Regions from separate parts of the Sus scrofa genome. Here region 1 is linked to region 2. A link is a contact called in public promoter capture Hi-C data. All regions are on one chromosome and are shown on one strand. The core of a region is the stretch at or near the end of the contact, and the rest is flanking DNA. Distances in the headings are between cores, read along the strand shown.

Evidence for each region. Promoter capture Hi-C pulls out the DNA fragments that hold promoters and counts their contacts.
Region 1: a promoter capture Hi-C map of fetal liver shows a contact between it and region 2, with 2.4 times the contacts expected there. The contact joins the promoter of HRCT1 here to the promoter of ARHGEF39 in region 2. A contact is called at or near these places in 1 of 5 promoter capture datasets (fetal liver) and 1 of 47 Hi-C or Micro-C datasets (embryonic fibroblasts).

The regions. Positions count from the first base shown.
Region 1 is chr1:236,667,453-236,673,348 of Sscrofa11.1, reverse strand. It overlaps HRCT1 (histidine-rich carboxyl terminus protein 1), which reads right to left and starts at 2,931. Exons shown (of 1, transcript XM_021065921.1): 1 at 1,914-2,931. The coding sequence starts at 2,745. The coding sequence ends at 2,389.
Region 2 is chr1:236,383,619-236,389,740 of Sscrofa11.1, reverse strand. ARHGEF39 (Rho guanine nucleotide exchange factor 39) reads left to right here and starts at 2,099. Exons shown (of 9, transcript NM_001195686.1): 1 at 2,099-2,274; 2 at 2,481-2,575; 3 at 2,846-2,966; 4 at 3,225-3,343; 5 at 3,923-3,993; 6 at 4,219-4,347; 7 at 4,511-4,740; 8 at 4,994-5,082; 9 at 5,244-5,294. The coding sequence starts at 2,137. The coding sequence ends at 5,259. It overlaps CCDC107 (coiled-coil domain-containing protein 107), which reads right to left. Exons shown (of 6, transcript XM_005660223.3): 6 at 6,070-6,122. The coding sequence ends at 6,075.

The DNA.
Region 1 (5,896 bases), core at 1,682-4,181, 280 kb before region 2:
TTGGGGCGGGAGCACAGACTCCCTCATCGAGGCCCCAGGGGCTCAAAGGCCTAATCCTTGCAGGGTCTTACCGTTCTACTTAGTGTCCCTCAAACCACAAATTGCTGGCCGTCATTACTCCAATCACATTTCCTTTTCCAGAGAGCAGTTGCTGTGTGGGCTGGTTTCCCACTGGGGGGTGCCCTGAAAGAGTTCTCAGATCTAGGAGGGCAGGAGCCCCTGAATCATGCCATAGATCTCAAGGAAAAGAGATACCATGGGGTCAGTGTGCCCATAGAAATAACAACCACAGTAAACTGGAAACCCAGAGGAGAAAGCAGCAAACGCTTCTTGGGCAAAGACACAGCAAGAGGAAGGTGCAGGGTGTTTTCTGGCCCAAAGGACTGAAGTGGTGTGACTAGGACAAAAGGAACAAGGCTGGGGGGCGGGGGGGGGGACTTGAAGGGCCAACCAAGAGGCAGAGACTTTGTCCCAAGGGCAATGAAGAGGCTATGATATAGAGAAGCTTTGCAAAGGGGCAGGGATGGAGGTGGGCAGGCTTGGAGGGGCTGTGGCAGGAATCCAGGCTGGGGATGAGCTAGGGGAGTCATGGGGGAGGGGGGAGGGGAGGTGATGAGGGAGGGGAGGGGATTTAAGGGGGGCGTCCAAGGGCACCGGAGACCCAGAGTCCACTTTCCCAAGCCTGAAATCTAGTCTGGCTCTGTCCGTGTGAGTTTGCCTCCCTCTCCCCCTCCTACCACCCCACCCCGCTCCCTCCCCAGCCCTCACAGAGAATCCACCGGAAAATAGAAAAGAAACAGGACATTCTGTTCCAGTGAGTCACCAGGCCCTGACTTTCTGGCCTGTTCTCCAGCCCCTCCCCACCTCGCCTGGCCCCCAGGCCTCTCCCCCTCCATGTCCCTCCCCAGCACACAGGATTTCCTTCCTCACTGAAGGCCTCAGAATGAGATTTCTGTCCTCCATGTGGAATTCCGCCCGTGTCCCAGGGCGTTTGGGAATGTGCCTCCAGGCTTTGGCAAGGAGTTTCTGTCATCTATCCATCCCGTTTTAGGGAAGAGGAAACTGAGACTCAGGAGCCAAGCACTCTCCCAAAGCCACCCAGCACCACCTGCTCCCTCCTAAACACCTGGCACCAGCCACATGCAGGCACCAGAGGGGCTGGAGACTCAAGGCCTGGATGAGAAACCCTGACCTTCTTACCATGGAAACTTTGTTTCTTTTGTTCATTTTTCATTTGGTGTTTCTTTTTTCTTTTTCTTTTTTTTTTTTTTTTTTTTTTTTTTTTTGTCTTTTTGCCTTTTTCTAGGGCTGCTCTGGCGGCACATGGAGGTTCCCAGGCTAGGGATCTGTAGCTTATGCCAGAGCCACAGCAACATGGGATCTTAGCCACATCTGCGACCTACACCACAGCTCACAGCAATGCCAGATCCTTAACCCACTGAGCGAGGCCAGGGATCGATCCCGAAACCTCACGGTTCCTAGTCGGATTCGTTAACCCCTGTGCCATGACGGGAACTCCTTACCAAGGAAACTTTGAATTCAGCACAGCCCACAGAGCGGGGCTTTCTGCATGTCCAGGGCACATTCTGCCTAGAGATGGGCTGGAAAGAGCCTGGGCAGCCTTGACCCTCCTCTCTCTGAGCCCCTGGACTGTCACACAGAAGCCCAGAGCCCCATGGGTACAGGGAGAGTCCGGTCTGGGCACGGCTGCCTACAAACCCTAACTCCTTTCTTGGAGCTCAGACCCACCTCTCACCTACTGTCCTGGAGCCCTGCAGAGCTGCTCCGTGTCCCCCAGGGCACAGCCGGCGCAGGCACTCACTTCCTGCCAGAGAGGAAGGTCCAGGCCAGAGCAGACACAGGCCTGGCGGCTCCCTCCCACTTGAGTTACAATAATAAAGGGCCTCTTGACAAAAGCTTCTTGGTGCTTTTTATTTTCTTGTATTAAGGCTGCACTGAATTGACCGTGCAGCCTTAGACTGCCTTCTGCAAATGAAAGGGTGGTGCCAGGGCCCCTTCCAGCTATTGCCCTGGACGGAGGCCCGGACATTCAGAGAGAGTAGGGTACACCTTCTGTGCATCTGCACACATAGCAGCTGGCACTCCTGGTGCCAGGTGGGAGTTGCAGTCACGAAGCGGTGTCCATCCTCGGAGACCACCTATCAGCCTATCAGCTCTCTGGCCTATCAGCCTCCGGTGTGAGCAGGGGCACCCCCGGTGGTGGTCCTAGGCTCTCTGCCTCCATCGTTGCCCACTGGGGTGTAGCATGCAAATGACACCCAAGCAGGACCTGGCTTTCACCATGGAGAGGTGCCCTTCTGCGCAGGAAAGCAGGAGTCCACTTGTCCTGGTGACGGTGAGGCAGGTGGCAGCTGCCATTCGCAGGCATCAGCGGCGGCCTCGGTGGGAGTGGGCATGGGCTTGGCGGTGGGCGTGGGAGTGGGCCTGGTGGTGGTGGTGGTGGTGGTGGTGGTGATGGTGGCGGTGGCCCGCCTGGGGCGCCTGGAATGCCCGGCCAGTGTGACGGAAATGATGCAAGCGTCCCAGGTGGCCTCGGCCTGCGGAGATCCAAGACTGGGCCCACCAGACTCGGTTTCTTCTTGCAGCAGGAGGGTTCTTCTCCACGTCACGCTCCTCCTGTCTGCGGTACAAACAGGTGGCCAGCAGCAGCAGCAGCAGCAGCACGGCCACAGCGGCGCCTGCGATCAAGCCCACGAGGGCCGTGCTCCCCAGGAGGCCCAGCATCTGGGAGCTGGCCAGTGGATAGGAGCCTGGTGGCTTCTCGCTGCTTCTTCCCCTTCAGCGGCTTCTGCTCCGTCCTCACAGTCCCTGGACTGTGTTTTCTCAGCTCCTGTGGGCTGGAGAGCAGCCAGGGAATGTGGGCGCAGCCTCTTTGGGCTGGAGCTGCTGGCCAAGGGGAGGCCAGGCAACTGTTAGCTCTGGGGAAGCCTGCAGCAAGGCTAGGTGGGGACAGAGGAGCTGAAAGGAGGGGCCATGGGGGGAGAGCCCTGGGGCTGGAGATAAGAAGTTTAGGGCCCCCAACTGTGCCGCCTGGCCGAGTGACTGGACCAGCCCCATACCCTCCCTGGGCCTCAGTTCCTGCTTCTCTCAGGGACAAAGGTTCCACACAGCAGTTAAGAACATGGGTTCTGGAACCACCTGCTCATTAGCCCTGTGACTGTGCACAGGTTTCCTAAGCTCACTGTGTCTCAGTTTCCTCATCTGTAAAATGGCTCAGAGGGGTATCCCTCCTCATAAGGTTTTCCGAGAATTCAAGGAGTCAAGATGTATAAAGCACTTAAACCAGTTCCTTTCTTTCTTTCTTTCTTTTTTTTTTTTTTTTTTTTTTTTTTGGTCTTATGTCTTTTTAGGGCCACTCTCATGGCATATGGAGATTTCCGGGCTAAGGGTTGAATTGGAGCTGTAGCCACCAGCCTATGCCACAGCCACAGCCACGCAGGATCCCAGCCACATCTGAGACCTACACTACAGCTCACGGCAACACCGTATCCTTAACCCACTGAGCGAGGCCAGGGATTGAACCCACATCCTCATGGATGCTAGTCGGATTCGTTAACAACTGAGCCATGATGCGAACTCCTTTTTCTCTTCTTCTTTTTTTTTTTTTTTTTTGTCTTTCTTAAACCAGTTGCTGACACACGTGTTTGCCACTGATACTATGACAGTGGACTTTAGATGACTTGGAAGACCCTGTCCGGCAGCCCACATAGGCCTCTGGGACAGAGTCTGTGTCAAGCAAACTGTCCCACTCCAGGAGCTCAGGTGGGCCCTGGTGACAGATTCTTATCAGCCAAGGAGGTGAAATAACTCTCTCTGGGTCCTGGGTCCTGCCAGGTCTGGGAGCCAAGAGAGTCTGGGTGTCAGCCCAGGGCTGCAGGAGGCAGCCAGGAGGCCGCTGAAGTCAGAAGGGCCAGGCCCCAGTCTCAGCCTCCAGGCTCACAGTCAACAAGCTAACTGGCCATAAATGGCAGGCTCCTTGCTCCATCCCATCCTCCCTGCCCAGCGGTCATAAGCTGCCCTTCCTGCCTGGGGGAGAATGTACAGAGTGGGCAGGACCTGAGCAGTAGACCTGAATCCTCTGTTCAGCTAGACAAGCTCTTCTGGTCCCACCCACGTGTTCAGGGATGGGCGCTCACTATCGCCCTGGGCAGCCTTTTCTGCTGTGGGCTTGTCGAGCTGTTCTCACGGCTCTTCCGAACATACTGCAGGGCCTCCCGGAGGCCCAGCTCTGCGTCTTGATCCTGGAGACCAGGGGTGCCTGAGGCATCCACGGGGAGCACCCAGCCCAGCCCTTCCTCTCGCTCTTCTCCCTGCTACCCAGAGGGATGTTTGCAGCAGCCTGTCTCTGTGTGACCTTGGACAAGCTCCCCCCCTGCAGCCTGTTCCTCCTCGAGGCAAGTGCCAGGGCAAGAGGGGACCTCTGGGGACCTTCCCTCTCTGACCTCAATCCAAGAAGCGCTCTCTCAGGGAGGCCTCAAACCCTGAGCGCAAACCTCCACTGGATGAAAAGGCCAAACATTCCCTTCAAACAAATTGGGCTCAGGGGGCAGTGAGTCTAATGAGCCCTGGGGCTTTCACCCCGGGGGGCCAGGCGTGGAGGAAGGAAGCCACTTGAACTTTTAATGATGCTCAAGTGAGAACTCCCTCCAGTGGCTTCCGGAGAGCCCCCGGGGAGCCCAACGGCCTCCCCTGAGGGCCTGTTAAGGAAGGAAGGCAAACAGAACTTTCTCCTCCTTCGGAGACCAGCCACGGGAGGGGGCAGGGCCCGGCCAGCTGCCTGCAGACTCCAGGCAACACAAAGGGCTTCTCGGAATCAGCCAGACCCAACCCTCACTGAGAGCTGGAGAAACTGAGTCCAGAGAAGGAAGGGGACTGGCCTAAGGTTCCCGGGCTTTGTGTGTTATCCTGATGGCACGATTCCTGGAGGGAGGGGAACTCCAGAGTGATAGTCTGAGATCAGCAGGGACTGTCCACAGAGATAACAGCAAAAGGATGTGACGATATGGGGGCGACGTGGGGGTGAGGGGGTAGGAGGAGCAAGGGCAGCGATTTGGGAGAACATGTATACACACACGTATTTTCCTAAGTGCACGGTCACTTCTCATCTGAAAAGATACAATCCAGAGGTGGCTGTCTGCTTCCCCTGGGCACTCAGCGGAAGGGGCTGACCACAGCCCTCCAGGACCTCCATTACAAGTGACCATGTCTCTCTAGAGGATGTGCGACTGTTTCCAGGTTCCCTGCCTGGAAAAGCTGTCCTGTGGTGGTGGTGGTGTGCTTCTCCCATAGGGTCGGGGCATCCACACACTCCACAAGCAGCCTTCCTGGCTGAGGGGTCAGCCTTTTAGAGTTCATATCATTTGCTTCACATACATACTTTCCAGGGTGCACAGACCTCTGCATATACTTGCATGCATGTTGATGTGCATTTGTAAACCAACAGGGCCCAGCAAGCAAACTCATGCACCAAGAAGTGTGTGTGTACACACTTCTGCACATATGCGCAAGTACAGAGAAGTTGCCTACAAGCTCACAAACTTGAGTATGTACTAGCTGCAAGTGGCTTTTTGTCCCTTGAAAGCAACCATTGTTTTCACTAATTGGTGGCACCACCTAGTGGTGACACTGTAAATAAATCTGTTTTGACCTGTCAAAAGTTGAGTTTCCTGACTTTTGCTTATAGACTGTAATTTAATTCATTCACTTAATTCCTCTCTGGTCCAAATTCTAGTCCAGAAACTCTAAAGAATTTCTACAAGATACAGTGCGGATTGAACCAGACCGATGGATTTATCAGCTAAGGAAGAGCATCCCTGGGAAGCAACGAAGGAGGCACTCCTTCAGAGTCATCTGTGATAGACAGCTGGACGAGGCA
Region 2 (6,122 bases), core at 850-3,349:
CATTCAGCCTACCATACTATCAGCCGTTTTGGAACTGAAGTGCATGCACAGGATGAGACATAATGAGCTTGTGTTAGAGCCCCTCATGCCTTCTGCCCACATCCCTCTTTTTTTTGTTGTTTGCAGCACCAGTGGCAATGCTGGATCCTTAACCCACTGAGCAAGGCCAGGGATCCAACCTGCATCCTCATGGATACTAGTCAGGTTCATAACTTGCTGAGCCACAACAGGAACTCCACAAACATCTCAAATTTAACAGGCCTCAAGCCAAATTCATCTGTCCCCAAAACCTCTTCTACCCACCCTCCAACCAGTGGCCTAAGCCAGAAATCGGTGCCATCTTTTCTTTCATCTTTTCCTTCACCTCGACATTTAGTCATTAAGCCCTATAGCCCTGTGGATTCTACCTTCTAAGCTTTTCATACACATTTTTCAGCCTAGCTCACACTTCCATGACCTCTTATCTGGACTACGCCCGCCCGTTAGGGGCTCATGGTGCTATCAGCCATCATGGGATTATCTGTCCTCTTCCACCCTTGAGCTCTTAGTGTGGTCTGTCCCACATTCACCTGAGACAGTGTAACCAGTCCTTCACCTACATGGTATCACCAGCTTCCTTCTGACCCATCCAAGGTACAGTCTGACCCCCCCAACTCTCTTTTTCCTCCATCAAGCCCTTCAAATTGTTTTTCCCTAATCGAAGTCCAGCATTTCTCCTTCCTCAGAATTCTGAGAATGTCAGTGAACTAGAAGGGACCTCAGAACCATGATAATACCCTGGTTCTTGGCTTGGGGCCCAGATTCATAGGCGTCTACAGTGGTAGGAATGGGGTCGAAAGTTTCTATCTAATATTTTGGGTTTAATAGCAGTTTTTTTCTGATTACAAAGTAATGCGTGTATGCTCAAGCAGAAAACTAAGGAAAAGCATAAAAGTCTAAGGGAATTTAAAAATCACCCTATTTATCCTATTTACCCCTTTAACCTCAGTGATCTAGTGCCTGGCACAGATTAGGTGCTTGGTAAATATCTGCTGAATGAATTATCTTTGATCCCATCACCCAGAGATAAAAACCACAATTAGTTTTTGATTGTTTATCCTTCCAGTCGTATATTTCTTTTACCTAAATAAGATCATATTGTGCAAACATCTTTGTGGCCTGCTTTTTTTTCTCTAGGTAATATACTACGTTTTCTCCATTTTGATAGCTTTTTTTACATCATCTTTAATACTTTCATATTATTCCTTCAAATGGCTGTACTATAATTTTCCTAGCCAATTCTCTACCAGTGGGCATTAAGGTGATTTCCAGTTTTCTGTTACAAACAACATTTTGCCTCCCATCCTAATATATATGTTTTTGTCCATAGATCTAATTTTTTAGGATGCATTCCTAGAAGTGGAATTTCTGGGTCATGAGAGTAGGCACATTTTAAGATATACATACTGACAAAAATGGCACTGTTCATTTACCTCCAGCACTACTGCCAGTTTTCGAAAAGACCTAAGAAAAATCTGGTACATTTTATCTCTGACTAGGTAACACAGATTAATCAACTCCAAGCTTTTGTCTTTGGCCAGAATTAGAGCAGTTCTCAACCACCAAGTTAGTTATTGACATTTGCCAACTAGAAGCTAAGTGGCTACCAGGTTTTGGATCAGTATGAAAGGAGAAAACATCAGTTCTTCTTCGGGGGCCAAAATATTAAAAACCTGGTGACCCGTGAGGGTTCCTAGTAGTGAAAGCACTGGGGACTGGATCCTAGAGTTTGGCATAGGCCCAGAACAGAACACATAGCCTAACTATCGTCCCCTCCTCAATTCTACGGGTGGAACACTGCGGCCCTGCCAGTGTCTAAACCTCTAAGTCTCCTGACTCAGAGTCCAGGCTATTGCCCCAACTTAGTACCACTCAGAAGACGACCACCCACTTGCTCCAGTCTGCCCTGCCCAGGCGCGCACCTACAGCGCCGCCCTGGTGGTGGGTCAAGCCCTAAGGAAGAGACCTGATGAGGTTCAACGCGCACAGCCTCCAGGCGCCAGGGGGCGCGCTCCCCCCTCCGGCCCCGCCCCCGAAGCCGTTGGGATTCGAATCTCCGGCGGGCTGCGGGAGGAAACGTCGATCCCTCAGTCCGGCATGGAGATCCCGGGTCCCAGCGCACGGTGCCCGGTGCAAGAGCAGCGTGCCCGCTGGGAGCGGAAACGCGCCTGCACTGCCCGGGAACTGCTGGAGACTGAGCGGCGCTACCAGGAACAGCTGGGGCTGGTGGCCACGGTGCGGGCCGGGCACCCTCCCGTAGGGGGCGGGGACCGGAGGGTGTGGCAGGGTCTCTGCGAGGTCGGTGACCAGGGGTATGGTGGGCCCTGGCCCATCCGCCTGCACATAAGGCTCTCGGGCGGACTTGTACACTTCCTAGCGGCACCTCGGCTTTAGCCTCCTCTGCGCACTACATACCGGTATTGTATTCTCTCCTCCCGCAGTACTTTGTGGGGATTCTGAGAGCCAAGGGCACCTTGCGACCACCAGAGCGCCAGGCCCTGTTTGGGCCCTGGGAGCTCATTTACCGCGCCAGCCAGTGAGTAGATGGGGCGTGGGGATAGAGAAGGAGGGGGAACCCTGGCCTCTGGTAGCTGCACGGAATTCAAGAGTCGGAGAAACCCAGGTCCACATTCAACGTCTGCCAGTTTTCTCCCCTGTGGTTTTGGCCCAGTGCCTTAACCTGCCCCAGTTCTCCACCTATAAAACGGGATAATAGCACTACCTCTGGGGCAGGGTTAATGAGGATTAAGAGAGGTGGTGCTTCGGTAGTTCTTGGGCTGCTCTTTCATTGTCCTGACCCACGCAGAGAGCTGCTTCTCCACCTTGAAGGAGGGCGCTGGGGACAGGGGCTGGAGGACTTCTGTCCCCACCTGGAGCTCTACACCCAATTTGCTGCCAACGCTGAGAGGTCCTGGACCACCCTGCAGGTAACCTGAAGATCTCACATCCTTCCCCTCTTCCTCTGTACATTTCCTCTAAATCTGGAGACCCAAACTCCATTCATACTGTTCCTGCATTTATAGAGCCCTGTGGGTGCCCCACCACCCTGTGCTAAGTTCCCTGTAGGGAGACAGGGTTCTCTCTGAAGCACACAGCTTCCTGAGGGCTGGGGATGTGTACATGGAAGAATCCAGTATAAGGAATGGCTTCTCTCCTTGCTGCCAACCCTTTCCCCATCACGCCAGGAGCAACTAAAGAAGAACAGACGTTTCCGGAGGTTTGTGCGACTTCAGGAAGGTCGTCCTGAGTTTGGGGGTCTTCAGCTCCAGGACCTGCTCCCTCTGCCTCTGCAAAGGCTCCAGCAGTGAGTCCACTCAACCTTACTCAACCAACTCCTCTTTTCTGTGTCTGCATGACTGCTGCTCTCAGTTTTGTGGGATTCCATGGGATCATCCCACTGTGTCTCTCCTGGACAAACAGCTCCTAAAAACCTTTTGCAAGAGTAAATGTGAACTCACTGGAGTATCTGGGCTCTGCAGCCTCAGGCCCATAGCTGGGACTGTGGAACTTACATTGAGGTAAAGGCCTTATACTAAGGCTAGCAACAGGGCTTCCGGAGATGAAGGGCTTACCTGGCTTGGAATTTCTGTCCTGAGTACAAGTTAAGAACTTATAGTCAGGTTGTCTGCAGCATCCTCCTTGGGTTGATAAACTTTCACCTTGGGATCTGGCCTCCTGAATTATGATCAACCTGCCCTAGACTCTTCAGTGTGGGAAAAGATGAGGGCCGTGTGGTATAAACCCAAGTTCTGAGTCCCAGACGAGAGGGGGATAAAACAGCCACAAGCAGATCTTTCCTGGCCTTGCAACTGACATATGTGTAGGGCGTGATTTGTGTGTCAGCGCAACTTCCCCTCAGAGACTTCCAACTGTCTAATTCCAGGTATGAGAATCTTGCTGTTGCTTTGGCTGAAAACACAGGCCCCAACAGCCCTGACCAGGAACAGCTGGCAAGTATGTTCTTGGTCCTCTGCAGCGGTCCTTGGGGACTGCTTCTCCTGTACCCCTTTCTGGCTCTGCCCTCCAATGTCTGATATGTCCCTGGCATCCAAAGACATGTTTACCTACCCTTCAAGAAGTCAGACTCTGACCCTGGTCCCCTCTGGAACGGCCTTTCACCATCACTGGTCACCCCAAATCAAAGCTGTGCTGAGAGCTGGGCGTGGGATGTCATTCCAGGGGCAGCCCGGCTGATAAGTGAGACTGCCCAGAGAGTCCACACCATTGGTCAGAAACAGAAGAATGACCAGCACCTCCAGCGTGTCCAGGCTCTGCTTAGTGGACGGCAGGCAAAGGGGCTTACCTCAGGTCATCTGCAGGCTTCCCCCTCACTCCTCCAACTGCCCTTTTCTGATCTCTTTTCGTCTCCACCACCAGCACGTACCCTCTGTCTCCTCAGCCTCCCTTTCCTTCTGTTCTGTGGATCATGGTCCTGGAGCTGTACCAGGATAACAGCTCTCCTGTCCCCTAGGTCGCTGGTTCCTACGCCAGGGCTGGCTGTTGGTGGTGCCTCCCCAGGGGAAGCCTCGGCCCCGAATGTTCTTCCTTTTCTCTGACGCGCTCCTCATGGCCAAACCTCGACCTCCATTGCACCTGCTGCAGAGTGGCACCTTTGCCTGTCGGGCTCTCTACCCCATGGCGGAGTGTCAGCTCCAGAGGGTCTTTGGCCACTCAGGAGGCTCTTGTGGTGGACTGCTCAGCGTAAGTAGTAGGCAAAAGCCCTAGGTAAGGGAGGAGAGGCCTAAAATAATACCTTAAGTGTCTGTGCACCATTCATCTCCTTGGCTTGGAGTCCCCTGAGGAACTGAACCACCTACATTGAGAGGATACTAGGCCTTGGGGTTCTTGGCCTGCTTCTCACTTCAGCCCTGAATTACCTCCATGGAGACAGCAAGGCCTTCAGCTTATGGCTGGAACTTTCTGAGCCATGTGCTAAGAGGTGGTCTCTCCCTAGCTGACCTTTCCCCATGAGAAGCTACTGCTTATGTCCACAGACCAGGAGGAACTGCTGCTCTGGTACCACAGTCTGACTCTGGCCATCTCGTAAGTTACCTTCCCTCAAAAAGAGTGCTGTGGTGAGGCCCACGAACTGGAGTTCTGAGCGTGTCCCACATCTGGGACCCATCCCCACCCCCCTCCAACACCCTGGGTGATTTTGTTGGAATAGAGTGCTCATGCCAGTGCCTGAACTATTTTCTCCACAGGAGCCAGAAGAACTAGAGGAATCTTATGAATTCCAGAGTCCAGGATACCTCAGGGATAGGTCAGAGTTGGGAGTACAAAGCAATCTTCTTTAGTACTAACAAAACACAGACTCTTCATAGTTAGAGCAGAGTCAGTTTGTGTTTGCCTGGGACCCAGACATGCCACGTCATTTGACCAGCTCTTAAGAATGTGGCACAGTGGGATCAGTGGTGTCTTGGGAGCCCTGGAACGTGGGTTTGATCCCTGGCCTGGCACAGTCGGTTAAGGATCTGGTGTTGCCACAGCTGCGAATTAGGTCACAAGTGAGGCTCAGGTCTGATCCCTGGCCTGGGAGCTCCACATGCCACGCAACAGCCGAAAAAGAATCAGGACACCAAGTCTGAACCTACTGAACCTCTGCTGAAACGGCCCCTCCAACACAAAGGAGGGGATTTGGGACTGATAAGCTCTGTGCTCTATCTGGACAGCTACTTACCAAGGTTGCAGCTTTGCAAATGTGTCTACTTTTATGTTGCATGTAGTTTTTATAATTTATTTTCCCACCAGATTTTAGTAAAGTTTTTTTCCTTTTTGGAGAAGGCTTTCTGTCTCAGCTATGTGATATGAGAAAAGGGATTTTTGTGCCCTGATAGCTGGTGTGATGGTGGCCTCAGGAATACAAAAAGGACTGGAGCTCCCTCTATCTTCTGGGCTCCTGCACTGGAAGGCGGCTTCTTTTTGTCCTAATAAGGGAAGCTTTTCAAGAAGGCCCAGCTGCTCTTAGGCACCTAGTATGGATGTGTGTGTTTGTGTGACCAGCTGGAATGGAAAAAGCACACAGGAGCATCCAGTCACAAGAACAGACTCTGTTTTACTAAACCATCAGCTGTTGCCCCTCC